Regions from separate parts of the Mus musculus genome. Here region 2 is linked to region 1. Evidence: chromatin contacts called from public HiCAR-type data. All regions are on one chromosome and are shown on one strand. Each heading gives the region's core, a stretch centred on a gene start, on an enhancer-like site or on the middle of the called end of the contact. The rest is flanking DNA. Distances are from core to core; before and after follow the strand shown. Region 1 holds the start of Cd9 (CD9 antigen). Region 2 holds the start of Tulp3 (tubby-like protein 3).

What was found. HiCAR-type assays count read pairs that join an accessible place to other places.
Region 2: a contact with region 1 is called in a HiCAR-type map of astrocytes, with 2.3 times the contacts expected there. The contact joins the promoter of Tulp3 here to the promoter of Cd9 in region 1. A contact is called at or near these places in 1 of 39 promoter capture datasets (liver) and 1 of 115 datasets of contacts at active chromatin or transcription factors (astrocytes).

What each region holds. Positions count from the first base shown.
Region 1 is chr6:125,492,922-125,498,650 of GRCm38.p6, forward strand. It overlaps Cd9 (CD9 antigen), which reads right to left and starts at 1,839. Exons shown (of 8, transcript NM_007657.4): 1 at 1,653-1,839. The coding sequence starts at 1,718. It overlaps Gm26728 (a long non-coding RNA gene), which reads left to right and starts at 512. Exons shown (of 6, transcript XR_869432.2): 1 at 512-564; 2 at 2,843-2,980.
Region 2 is chr6:128,353,317-128,359,441 of GRCm38.p6, forward strand. It overlaps Tulp3 (tubby-like protein 3), which reads right to left and starts at 2,535. Exons shown (of 11, transcript NM_011657.2): 1 at 2,422-2,535. The coding sequence starts at 2,462. It overlaps Rhno1 (RAD9-HUS1-RAD1 interacting nuclear orphan 1), which reads right to left. Exons shown (of 3, transcript NM_001326585.1): 2 at 5,790-6,038; 3 at 3,684-4,877. The coding sequence starts at 5,954. The coding sequence ends at 4,335.

The DNA.
Region 1 (5,729 bases), core at 589-3,088:
AGGCAGAGTCAGCCAGCAGCAACTTGTCAGGGTTCTGGATAGGAGCGGAAGTGGCAGCAGGAGACAAGATGGGCAGACTGTAGGCCAGCAGGCAACAGAATGAGAAGACATAGGGTGGCCATGGGCACCTCCTCTCAGCCCCTTACATACATATGCCATGGGGGGCAGATGGGAGATGTAGGCAACTATGTGGTTTCCCCTTAGCACCAAACTTTCACACCATCTATGCAGGCGTCTGGGGACTGACCGACAGACTAGCAGGGAAGAGACTAAAAGGTAGAGGGAGGAAAACTCCCCAAAGGACAGGGCGGGGTTGGGTGGGGCCAGCTGCCTTCAGACTTTGTTTTGTAACAAAGCGCTCAAGCTGATGAGTGGACCAAGCCAAGCCTGGGAGCTGGCTGCCTGTCTGCAGAACTGGGGAAACACAAGCAGGGAATGTCCTCTGACATCCTCTTAAGTTGTATGGGTGTGGTGGCTCCTAGAAACCCAGGGCAGTCTCTGCAGGTTGTGCAACACTTCCAAGCAACCCTGGAGAGTATTAAACCTTACAGTTGCTGGAAGATGGTGAGCATCCCGGTGGCCAGCTCCAAAGGGAATAGTGGACTTTTTAGTTGTTGTTGTTCAAAGTCTCTGGTGGCACAGGAGTTGCCTAGTTAAGCTCTTTCCTGATTGCCTGGGAGCAAATTCCGTCCATTTGTGTTTGGGAGTGTGCCCTCTCAGAATCAGGACAAAAGGGTCTTCCGTGTATTTCCTTGCTTCTGTCCCTGAGTTTTGGGAGAGTGGACACTCTCTTGTTGCCCTACCCAGAGGCCCATCTGTAGAGTCTACTAGCACCTGCCTCTGGACCCTCTGCAGGTGAACGGCCATTCCCCTTGGCCCCACCTGGACATTTTTAGAGCGAGGCTTCAAGCCCGCAGTACCTGATTACCTGGGAAATGCAGAAACACCGGATTTATCCCATCTAGAGGCGCCAATAGGCACCTTCCCCGCCTTCTTTTCTCTTAACTCTCCCAGAGTTCTCTACAGCCAAGATAGTTATCGCTCTTGAAAAAGAATCAAGACAATCTAGTCTTTCAGGTAGCTTAGAGAGAGGCATGGACGTTTTCAGTTGAGAGTTCAGGTCCTAAACAAGGAATGTCCGACCTCCAGGTGCAGGGAAGACTCCCCACACCCACTTCCTCTCCCTCCGTAGCACCCCTTGTCACTTGTGGGACCACCGAAGTGGGAGACGCTCGACTGCCCTGCTGGCAAGGAGCCTTGCGGGCCGGGGAGGGCATCGAGTTACTCGAAAAGGTTGCTCCGCTCCTCCCTCACTCCTCTCTCACACTCGGGGGTGCTCCGGGTGGGAGCAGGCACAGAGCCCATCTCAAATACTCGGCGGTAGAAGGACCCGGGAGCGAAGTGCACAGCCGGAGCCACCAGGACCCTCGGCTCTCCCACCCACTTGCTCCTCCCGCCCACCTGCCAGTCCCGCCTGGCCAGCTGGCAGCCGCTGCGCCTTTCTCTACTCGCCCGGAGTCCGCCTGGCGCGCGCAGTACCAGCGGCTCCCGGCGCTCTCGGCCGCCGGGACACTCTCCGCCCCGGACGCCGTCTCGGGCCTGAGAACAGGTGGCCTCGGAGAGGAGCGCGCCGACAGTCGCCTCTCACTCACCCAGAAGATGAAGTTAAATCCGAAGAGCAGGTATTTGATGCACTTGCTACCTCCTTTGACCGGCATGGTACAAGCTGGAGTTGCGTGGGACAAGAGGCACGAACGACTGGGACAGAAGGGACTCGACAACCGACTGAGACACGCTGCGGCTAGGGGCTGGCCTGAGGCTCCACTTTTAAAAAGTGCCACTCCTTACGGCGCTCGGCCAGCTGCTATGCGCATGTGCGGAGGGATGCCGACCCCGCCCCCCGGCCCACCTGCCCCGCCCATGCTCTAATCCCCTCCCCAGACCCAGGTTCTGGGACTTCGGTTTCACCCTCAGTGCAGAGCTCTCTCTGCACCTAACTTTTGCCGTCTGGTTTCTAAGATCCTCTTTCCCTCCATCTTCCTTCTTCCCACCGTCTCGGGGTCTTTCCGGACCTCCGTACCCGACTTCTTTTACGGGGAGTTAAGTGCCGGCCTCGCCTTTCCCGTTCATCCTAGTTCATCCTGGGCTCTGCATAAGAGCTCACGTTGGAAGACCCCCAAGGGCCATGTAATCTTAAGAACCTTTTCAGATTCCCGAGGCAAGTCTGCGAGCCCCTATTTGCCTGGCTTGCGTTCTCTCTGACACCTCCTTGTAAACCTTTCTGGACTGAACGCACTTAGTTGAGCACGGTGGCCGCTAGAATGTTCTAGGTGCTAATCTGAGCAGTTCTACTTTGCTCAGAAACTTTCTACGTTCAGAGACTTGAGTTGAAACCCTTCTTCATCCTGTATTTACTCCGTTCATTCCCTGCCACACCTGATGCCACACCCCTACTCTGCTGCGCCTCCATGCCTGCAGGGGTGTATGCTGGCCGCCCTGCCTCCTTGTGAAAATTCTATTGTGCTTTATTATTTTTTTTATTTAAATCTATTATTATTTTGAGACAGAGTCTTACTATGCTGTCCTATCTGGCTTGGAACGCCCTGTGTAAACCAGGCTGGCCTTGAACTCATAAAGATCTGTCTGCCTCTGCTGGGATGTGCCAATACGCCCAGCGATTTCATTTCTTTTGAAGTAGGATTTAGCCGTTTGTAGACCTACTGACCCGGAATTTGCTTATGTAGCTCAGGCTATCTTCAACTCCAGTCCTCCTGCCAGAGCGGTTCAGGCCACCACGTCCTGCTCTGTGACTCTCTAAATTCTTTCTTGATTTTTTCAACAGGGTGAAGAGGCCCTTCTCAATATCCTTTACAGTTTTCTCTTCCTCACCCCTGCAGGAAGTTTCCTTAGCATTCTTCATTGCAAAAGCAAACCGTACTTATTACAGAAACATCAGAAAATATCAGAAAGCAAAAAGAATGTGAGTTAAAATTTTTTTTCCTGGGTTAAAGTACGTTGGAGGCCAACGCCACAGGAGACCCGGTCCCCAAAAACAAAAAATAAAAACAAGAAACTTTTTCACATAGCAAACCCAGCTCTGTTAGCATAGCACAGCTCTTGTTTTACTGTTTATCAGTAGACTGGCTTCACTATTTATCAGTAAGTAGACTGATTCATTAATAGACCCAGTTAAAAACCTTTTTTTTTTTTTTCCCACAGTTTAGTTTAGAAAGGTTCTTCACTGGGGAACAGGAGTCGAAAGCAACACATTCTGTCTTCCCTGAAGCAGCTTAGGAGTTGGAAGAAGGACGCAGGCAGGAGACTTGGAGGGTGTGTGTGGTCAACTTAGGGGTCTCTTGAGAGCTCTCACAAAGTAAGTGTTACAATCAGGGAAGCCTGGCAGAGCTGGGGCTCCCGTGGTCTTCTGGAGAGAGCTGGTGAGGACCTTGTCCTCTGAGAGTGAAGGTGAACCCCGGGAGTGTCAGGTGAACCCCTTGACTGTGTGTGGGCACGGGACAAGAGGGCAGCCTGCAAGTGCTGTGCGGTTAGGGACCCTTGTTTGTATCTCCACTCCCTGGTGTAAAACCTTGGGGCACTGGACAGAAAATCCGAATGCATTTGAGGAGGTGCGGTTAGGTAAAATGAAAAATGGAGCTCCGTTAGGGGGTGTGACCAGTTTGGGACCTATGGGAAGGTAGGAGCGGCAATGGGACCTAAAAGTCTGCCGAGGAGTCATGTGGGAGCCAGAGGGAGAGTCTGAGCAGAAGCCGAATCTCTAAGAGCTTCTTTCGCTTCTTCTAAATTTTCTTAGTTTTACCACGTTATTCTTGTTGAGTGTAGTGCCATGAAGGCACCTTTATCCACGGATAGGGGTTCGAGAGACCCTAACAGGCAATTCTGTGGACATCCCCGAGTCAATCTGAGCTAGGCCCCACGCAGGCGCTATCTATGACTTTGGAAGTCAGGAGGCATCAGCGGAGCAGAGAGTGGCCATCCAGGAGGAGCTGTGTGTGAGGGCCTAGAAACACAAAGACATGGCAACTGTCTGTGCCAGGGAAGCTACTGGCTGTGGGGGAGCGAGGGCAGAGGACAAGGAAGGAGGCAGAGCTGGGATAGGGAGAAAATAAGGTCTCCTTGTACTGTTCTGGTGGGAGTCCATCCATCTTAAGAGAACAGTTCTATTTTTGTTTGTTTGTTTGTTTTTTCGAGACAGGGTTTCTCTGTGTAGCCCTGGCTGTCCTGGAACTCACTCTGTAGACCAGGCTGGCCTCGAACTCAGAAATCCGCCTGCCTCTGCCTCCCTAGTGCTGGGACTAAAGGCATGTGCCACCACGCCTGGCAAGAGAACAGTTCTAAAGAAAAGGTTTTATCTCCTTGTACTCCCTCCCCCACCATGGGAGAGTGGGGTTCAGTAAACATTTGTGTCCACATCAGAACCTGCTCTGGATAGCGGTGACTGCTGAAGAGACTCTCCCCCAGCCCACTGCCATCACTATTATGGTTGATCTCCAAGAAACAGCCTAAGACCCCATTACATAGAATCATGGATTCCTTTTTTTAAAAAGATTTATTTATTCATTATATGTAAATACACTATAGCTGTCTTCAGACACTCCAGAAAAGGGCGTCAGATCTCATTATGGATGGTTGTGAGCCACCATGTGGTTGCTGGGGATTAAACTCAGGACCTTGGGAAGAGCAGTTGGTGCTCTTAACCTCTGACCCATCTTTCCAGCCCCCTCATGGGTCCCACCCCCCATTTTTGTTTTTGTTTTTGTTTTTGAGACAGGGTTTCTCTGTGTAGTCCTGGCTGTCCTGGAACTCACTCTGTAGACCAGGCTGACCTCGAACTCAGAAATCTGCCTGCCTCTGCCTCCCAAGTGCTGGGATTAAAGGCGTGCGCCACCACTGCCTGGCTGGATTCCTTTCTTTTAAAAAAATTATTTTTCACTTGTTTGCTTATTTTAAAAGAGTCTCAGTGTTGTCTTAAAGTGGAAATCCTCCTGCCGGAGATCCCAGGCCCACACAAAGATGTTCCCTTATACGACAAAAGCCCTGAACCTGGAGTTGAGGGTCTTGGTCCCTACTCTGTGGTTTATTTGGAAGGGTTACCTCCTGTCTTGGGACTCTGGTCTTCTATGGTGTAGTGATGTTCTGGGCCAAAGTGTGTTTGTTACAAAAGCTTCATGCTGCAGGCAACCAGGAAAAGGGAGGAATGGAAAAAATGTGGTTTGCTTTAACTAGAAGAGGAAAATGTGGGTAAGCCCTTGAGTCAGCGATCACATGGCGGCAGCCAGACCTTCCAGGCTTTTATAGAGTTGGGACTGGGAAAACTTATTCTGCCTTCCCTGGGGGTGGGGTGGGGGTAGGGTGTGGGTGGGATCCTGTTTCTGGAAAAAACCCCAGTTCAACTCAAGGGGTCCCAGTTGGCTCTTGTGCTCCCCCTGGTGGTAAGATTTAAACGCATACGGCCAAGTTGGCTTTAGTGTGGTCGTTTGTCTCATCCCCATGTGGGTACCAGCATATGCAGCCCCCAACAGGATCCTTTTTCGAAACAAGAGCCTCCTGGCTACTGTAGCAGTGACCATTGGGTTTGCTGCTTTCACTACGAGAAGGTTCCACGACTTCCTTAACTCTGAAGCAATGGTTTTCAACCTTCCTAACGCCAAGACCCTTTAATGCAGTTCCTCATGTTGTGACCCCCAAAGGATTTTGTTGCTACCTTATAA
Region 2 (6,125 bases), core at 1,285-3,784, 2.9 Mb after region 1:
GAAGCCAGAGAGGTCAAGAACACCACAAGAAAACCAACAGAATCAACTAACCTAGGTTCATAGGGGCTCACAGAGAATGAACCCCCAACCAGGGAACCTGCACGGGACCAACCTAGGCTCGCTGCACATGTTACAGTTGTGTATCTTGGTCTACTTAACAGTGGGAGCAGGGGCTGGGTCTGACTCTTTTTTTTTTAATTTTTTTATTATTTATTTATTATATGTGAGTACCCTGTAGCTGTCTAAAGACACACCAGAAGAGGGAGTCATATCTCGTTACGGATGGTTGTGAGCCACCATGTGGTTGCTGGGATTTGAACTCAGGACCTTCAGAAGAGCAGTCAGTGCTCTTAACCACTGAGCCATCTCACCAGCCCCCTGGGTCTGACTCTTGTTACCTGATTTAGGGATCCTTTCTTCCTCTTGGGATGCCTCCTCCAGCCTTAAAAGTAGAGGAGGTGCCTAGTCTTAATGCAACTCGATATGCCATGGCTGGTTGGCATCCATGGGAGGAGAGAAAGGGAGGAGTGGATGGGGGGGGGGAATACTGGGAGGAGGAGAGGAGGAGGGAGAACTCTGGTCAGAATGTAAAGAAAATTTCAAATTTAAGAGAGAGCGGGGGAGAGACAAAGAGAGAGGGGGAGAGAGAAGACACCTAGCACACAAGTCCACCCAGGTTTGGTGATACATGCCTACAGGAGACACTTGGGAGGCTCAGGCAGGGAAGATTTTGAGTTTGTGGCTAGCCTGGACCACTGGATTATACTGACTTTCAGTCAAGTCAGTCTCGAAGTCTCTCTCAAAACACTCTTAATGACTACCCCAAAAGCAAGGCAGTCACTGGCTTTTAGCAACAAACCTGCATGCTCTTCCTAGGGCAGGAGAAACTAGGGGCTCCCACGGGCTCCTTTCCTGTCAATCAACTGGAAATTAAAGAGTCGATTTCTTTCTTTGGAAGAAAAGGTGGGGGAGGAGGCATTAAAGCTTAAAGCTTCAAGTCCAGGAGATGAAAACAAAACAAAACAAAAACCTGCCAGCTGGTCCCAGTTTCAAAGTCAAGTCCTTGTTCCCTAAAATCATGAGTCATGGAAGGCAGAGTCAGATGGGTCTGTATGAGTTTGAGGCTAACCTGGTTTGAATATCGAGTTTCAGTCTTGCTTCATAAGACCTATCTCAAAAAATAAAATAAAAATAAAATCACATCCCTAAGAAATTTACTTCTCTAAAAATCATTTCGTTAACAACTAAATCCCTCAACTGAACGCGATATCATTTGATTTCAACCGGATACACGCTGAATTCTAACTTTCCTACCCCGACCTTACCCTTGTAAATGGATCTTCGGTTCCCAAAATGGAGAAGTTGTAAACAAATTTCAGAGAGCAGCTATCATGTTTATAGAATTTAGTTGATGAAAGATTAAAACAGGTGACGCCTTGGGAGGCAGAGGTAGGGGGCAAATGTTCAAAGTCCTCCTTATTAACTTATTATTAAGTTTCAGGGAAGCCTAGTCTGGATGGGACCCACGGGGGGTGGGGGGGTCGCTATTCCGTCTTTATAACTTTGTAAAATATGGTTTCGGATCAGTTAAAAACCAGTTTAAACGTCAGACCAAATCCTAACACGCCAAGCCTTTATCGCTGTGGTAATGGAATGGTAAAGGAAGAATGTAGTTGGCGTGTTTGATTTTAATCCTCACACCATGCCAAAGTTTTGAGCCAGTGATTTCACACGGCCCCCCATTAACTTTTCGTTAGCCTAGCTGACAAGAAATGAACAGGCTGAGATTGCAGCCCGTTTGTCTTTCCAAGCTCACCATGTGAACCAGGCAAAAAGAGGGGTATTGGTAGAAAAGCCAGGGGCACGAGCAAGAGTACGGATCAGTCTAAACTAAGTCCTGATTGAAAGAACTGCTAGAACTCAGGGGAAGGAAGAAAGAAGAAAAGAACAGTTTTGCATTTTCAGCTCTCGGACTCGTTCCAGAATTCCGCAATGACTGCCAAATGCAACGGCCTTGGAACCAATTAACCATCACTCGCGACCTTCCGCGTCGACTCCCAAGAGTGCCCTCCTTCCAGCTCAGTTCTGATCCTACTCGTGAAAGACATGGGGGAGGGCGAACGCATTGCAAGTAAGGGAATCGAGACCCCAGGGGAGCAGGGCGAGCTGGTCCAGGGTAAACTCCAGGGGAGCGGCTCAAGAGTGCTGGCGGCACGGGATGCACAGCGCATTGCAAATGAGGGAATCGGAGGCCCTTGGGGAGTAGGGTGAGCAGGTTCGGGGTAAATTCCAGGAAAGAGACGCGAGAGCGCTCTGGCGACGCGGGGTGTGCAAAGCGCCTGCTCAGCTGGGGACCCGATCTTGGCCTCCGCTCTTGCCCGCCCACCCTGGAGACCCCAGCCCGCCCCACCGCCGCCTGACCTGTCCCCGCGGGGTCCGGGTGCGCAGCGCGCCGCCTCCATACCCGCCCGACCGGTGGCATCAGCGTCCAGACCCCGAGACGCCGCCGCCCGGCTGGAGAGGATGGAGGAGATCGGGCCCCGCCCCTGACAACCACACCCCGCACTGTCGCCGACGCCCATTGGTCCAGTGCCCTACGCTCCCCTCTCACTGGCAAATGGCGTTAGCCATGATGCTGGAGGGTTTCCAGGGGGCGGGAGGCACCGGGAGGCGAAGGCGCGTGCGCTAGATCCGGGAGCAGCCCCCCGGGGTTGGGTCGGAAGAGTCTGCTGCTCCATTCCACCGCTCCGGGACTGGCCCCCACAGAGCGATCCCCAGCACCCCTCTGTGGCACCGAGAACATCCAGGCTGCTGCCTTGGGTTTTCTACTCTTTATCACCTGAAGCCTCAGCATCTGACCACCGACTCTGGGATAGCCGAGGCCTTCAGCCTCCCAAACCAGCCTTTGCCCAAAGCCCGACTGAGGGATCCCTACCTGGGGACCTTCAGCAAATGTCCTTATTTAGTGAGGGTAGCAGCTAAGCTGTCCTCTCTGCAGTAAATCATGCCTCCAGCCATCAATGCCTTTGTGGCTTTGGTCCCTATAGGACTTTATGACCAGAACTATAGCATATAAACTTAATTAGTAAGGCCAAAGTCACACTGATGTTGAATCCAAAAATTCACTTAAAAAATAATGTATTTATTTTGAGACAGGATTTCACTATACTATCCTCGGTTGGTCTGGAACTCTGAGATCCTACTGCCTCTGTCACCCTAGTGCTAGAATTAAAGGCATGTGCCATCGTGCCCTAGGCTATTATGTGTATGTTTCACCTATGTGTATGTCTGCATATCATATGCATCCCTGGTGCCCAAGGCTGTCAGATACCCCGGAACTGGAGTTACAGATGGTTGTGAGTCACCATGTGGGTGCTGGGAATAGAACTCGCGCCTCCGGGCATCCAGGGCTCATAACTGCTGAGCCACCTCTCCAGGTCCCAGAAATTAATTTTTGAAAACTAGGGAATATGATACCTGCACACATAGGCTAGGAAAGCATTGCACTCACTTAGCCCCTCTCCCTGTGGGACTCTGGATTGCTCCTTTGTGTGTGTGTGTGTGTGTGTGCTACAAATCTTCACTCATAAGCTCTGCTTGGTCTAGAAAGGGCTAGTGCTAAATGAGTAGGGTTGAAAGAGATGCTATTTGAATGAGTAAGAGGACCACTGAGACAGGCACATCCACACTACCCACACTAGAGTGTGAGCTTCCACTTTATGTACACATAGGATAAGTTACTGATAGGAATCCATTTCTCCACCACATGTGATAGCGTCATATTTCTTCCACTGTAAACACATCTCAAAACACAAACCTAAAGTACTCATCCGTCCCCTAGCTCTCTGACCCCATCGTATTCACCAACACAGGCCTGGCTTGGGACCCTTTGAGCCAAGGCTGTCAACCATTAAAAACCAGAGCTCTCTCTTGATTTTCTCCAGTCGCTGAGCCTCACACTCGGTACCAACAGCGTGAGATGAATTAGTTCGAGGCAGAAGACTAATAAGCATAGACCTTTTATAGATGGGCACGAGGCTGCATTACTGACAACGGCTGGGTTCTCTAAAAACTCGGCAGCCATTTATTTACAAACGCTGTGAACAGTACAAGAAACGTCAGAGGTCTAAACAGTTAATGTGAGAAAAATACCAACAGTTCATGACACTAAATTCAACGGTTCCTGGTGCGAGGCGGAACCCTAGAAACCGAACTCCGACTCTGGCTAAGTGGTCTTCCTATTGCTGTTCGTCCCCTTTCATCCTTTCAAACCAGGATGACTTGCGAAACCTCCCCACAGCAGCTCCGGGAAGAACTGAAGCTCTGCGGTCCTGTCAGATCTTCACAAGGAACTGGCTTCCATCCAGCTTCCCCTTCTCCTTAAGGTAGGCAAACAGGTGCCTTCTGCGTCTCCACGTGACCTTAATCCCATACTTCTCCTCAGGGGTGTCCTTGACCAGAACAGGCCCCGGCTCTGGGCTGCTGGGAGTCCCAGGGCCAAGGATGCAGCTTGGAAAACTGTTTTCCTTCTGGTCTGGGGAAATGGGATCGTCTCTTACAGAAGAGTCTGGGGTCTGGATGTCAGGGGGTGCGAACACATGAGGTAAACTGTGAGGTACATGCACTGACAGTTCTCCACAGCTCTGGGGACTGAACAATGGCACTAAAGGCCTTCTGGGTGGGTCCTTTTCTGAGTTCTGGGGCTGCACTCGGTTGGATAGCAACAACGTCTCTGAACTGGAAGACTGTGGACTCTCAAAGGTTAGACGTGGAAACTTGCAGGTAGATCTCCGAGTTGGGCGCCTTGCCTGGTCTCGGTGAGGCTTCCGGTGTATCAGAAACCGGCTTTCCGCTGCTCTATCAAACTGGGGTGACACCTGTGCATAAAAAAAAAAAAAAAAAAAAAAAAAAGGATGGTGGTGGTGGCGAGCCAGCTGCAAAGCAGCTAGAGTAAATGTGTCTGATCCTTTATTTTTGTCCAGAATTGTGAGGACTCGCTACAATACAGGACAGACACCCATCCAGCTATGTGGTATGACAAGAAGGCAAGAGACCTGGGCCAGCTATCCAATCGCTCTGCCCTTCAGGGTGCGCCCGAGGAAGAGAGGAGACAAGGCCTCTCTCATCACCACTACACTGCTATAGCTTGTTTAACTCCCCGTCCTTAAACTTCCTGAGAACAGGTCGGAAGGATCCTCAGGAGGGCAGGGACAGACTGACTGTCAACAACGCCTGGCTGAGGGAGGGCCTGGCAGGAAGGTCTTCAGTGAATAATGAACGGCAGCCCCATGGAAGTGACTGTTGGGATCTAATGCCCGTGTTTATTCACTCAATGCTTACGGATTTCTTTTGTAGACAGTTTCACCATGAAGACCAGGCTGGCCTTTACCTGGAGATCCTTCTGCTGCAGCCTCCCAGTGCTGGATTTGCATGGATTAGCATGACATTGTGGAAGGAGTTTTCTCCACTAAGGTTCAGTAACTCATAGAATACCTAGTACTTGTCATATAAAATGCAAGAAATAATCTTTCATGTTGGTCACCTTTCTTGCTTCTTCACCCCGCTACTGGGTAGTTAAGTGTTCAATCAGAACTCTTCAGGGGAACCTGGCAGAGGAGACTCCAATACCATATAATGCATATTTTGGTGTGAAGGAAGAAAAGAGGATATCTAAGACAATACCACAGTCAGGAACAGTAACTATTTCCCTGGCCCTGCTCCAAAAGGATTCAGAGTCAGTATTCTGAAAACCCTAACACAGTAAAGGTCAAAGAATTGCCAGGACCTACCCAGGAAGTGACGGTGCTCTGATCAATGGGCTTGCTGGGCACCTGAACAGTGTGGGTAATGGGCTGCTGGCAAGATTCATAGTGGTGTTTGGGGCCCTCCAGTGGCTGTTGGTGAAACAGCAGCTGGGCTTTCTGGGACTGTCTGCGTCTCTTTTTGGGAGGCATCAATAGGTAAATGAAGAGCAGTTGGTAACCACATGATGCAGGTTGCCTTCCTGGTCTGGGTCAGGATCCAGTTGCAAACCATGCCTGGAAAGAAGAAACAAAAAGGAGAGAGGGGGAAAATCATGTGGGTGACACCCTCCCCCCAATTCTTCATGACATCAGGCTAACAAG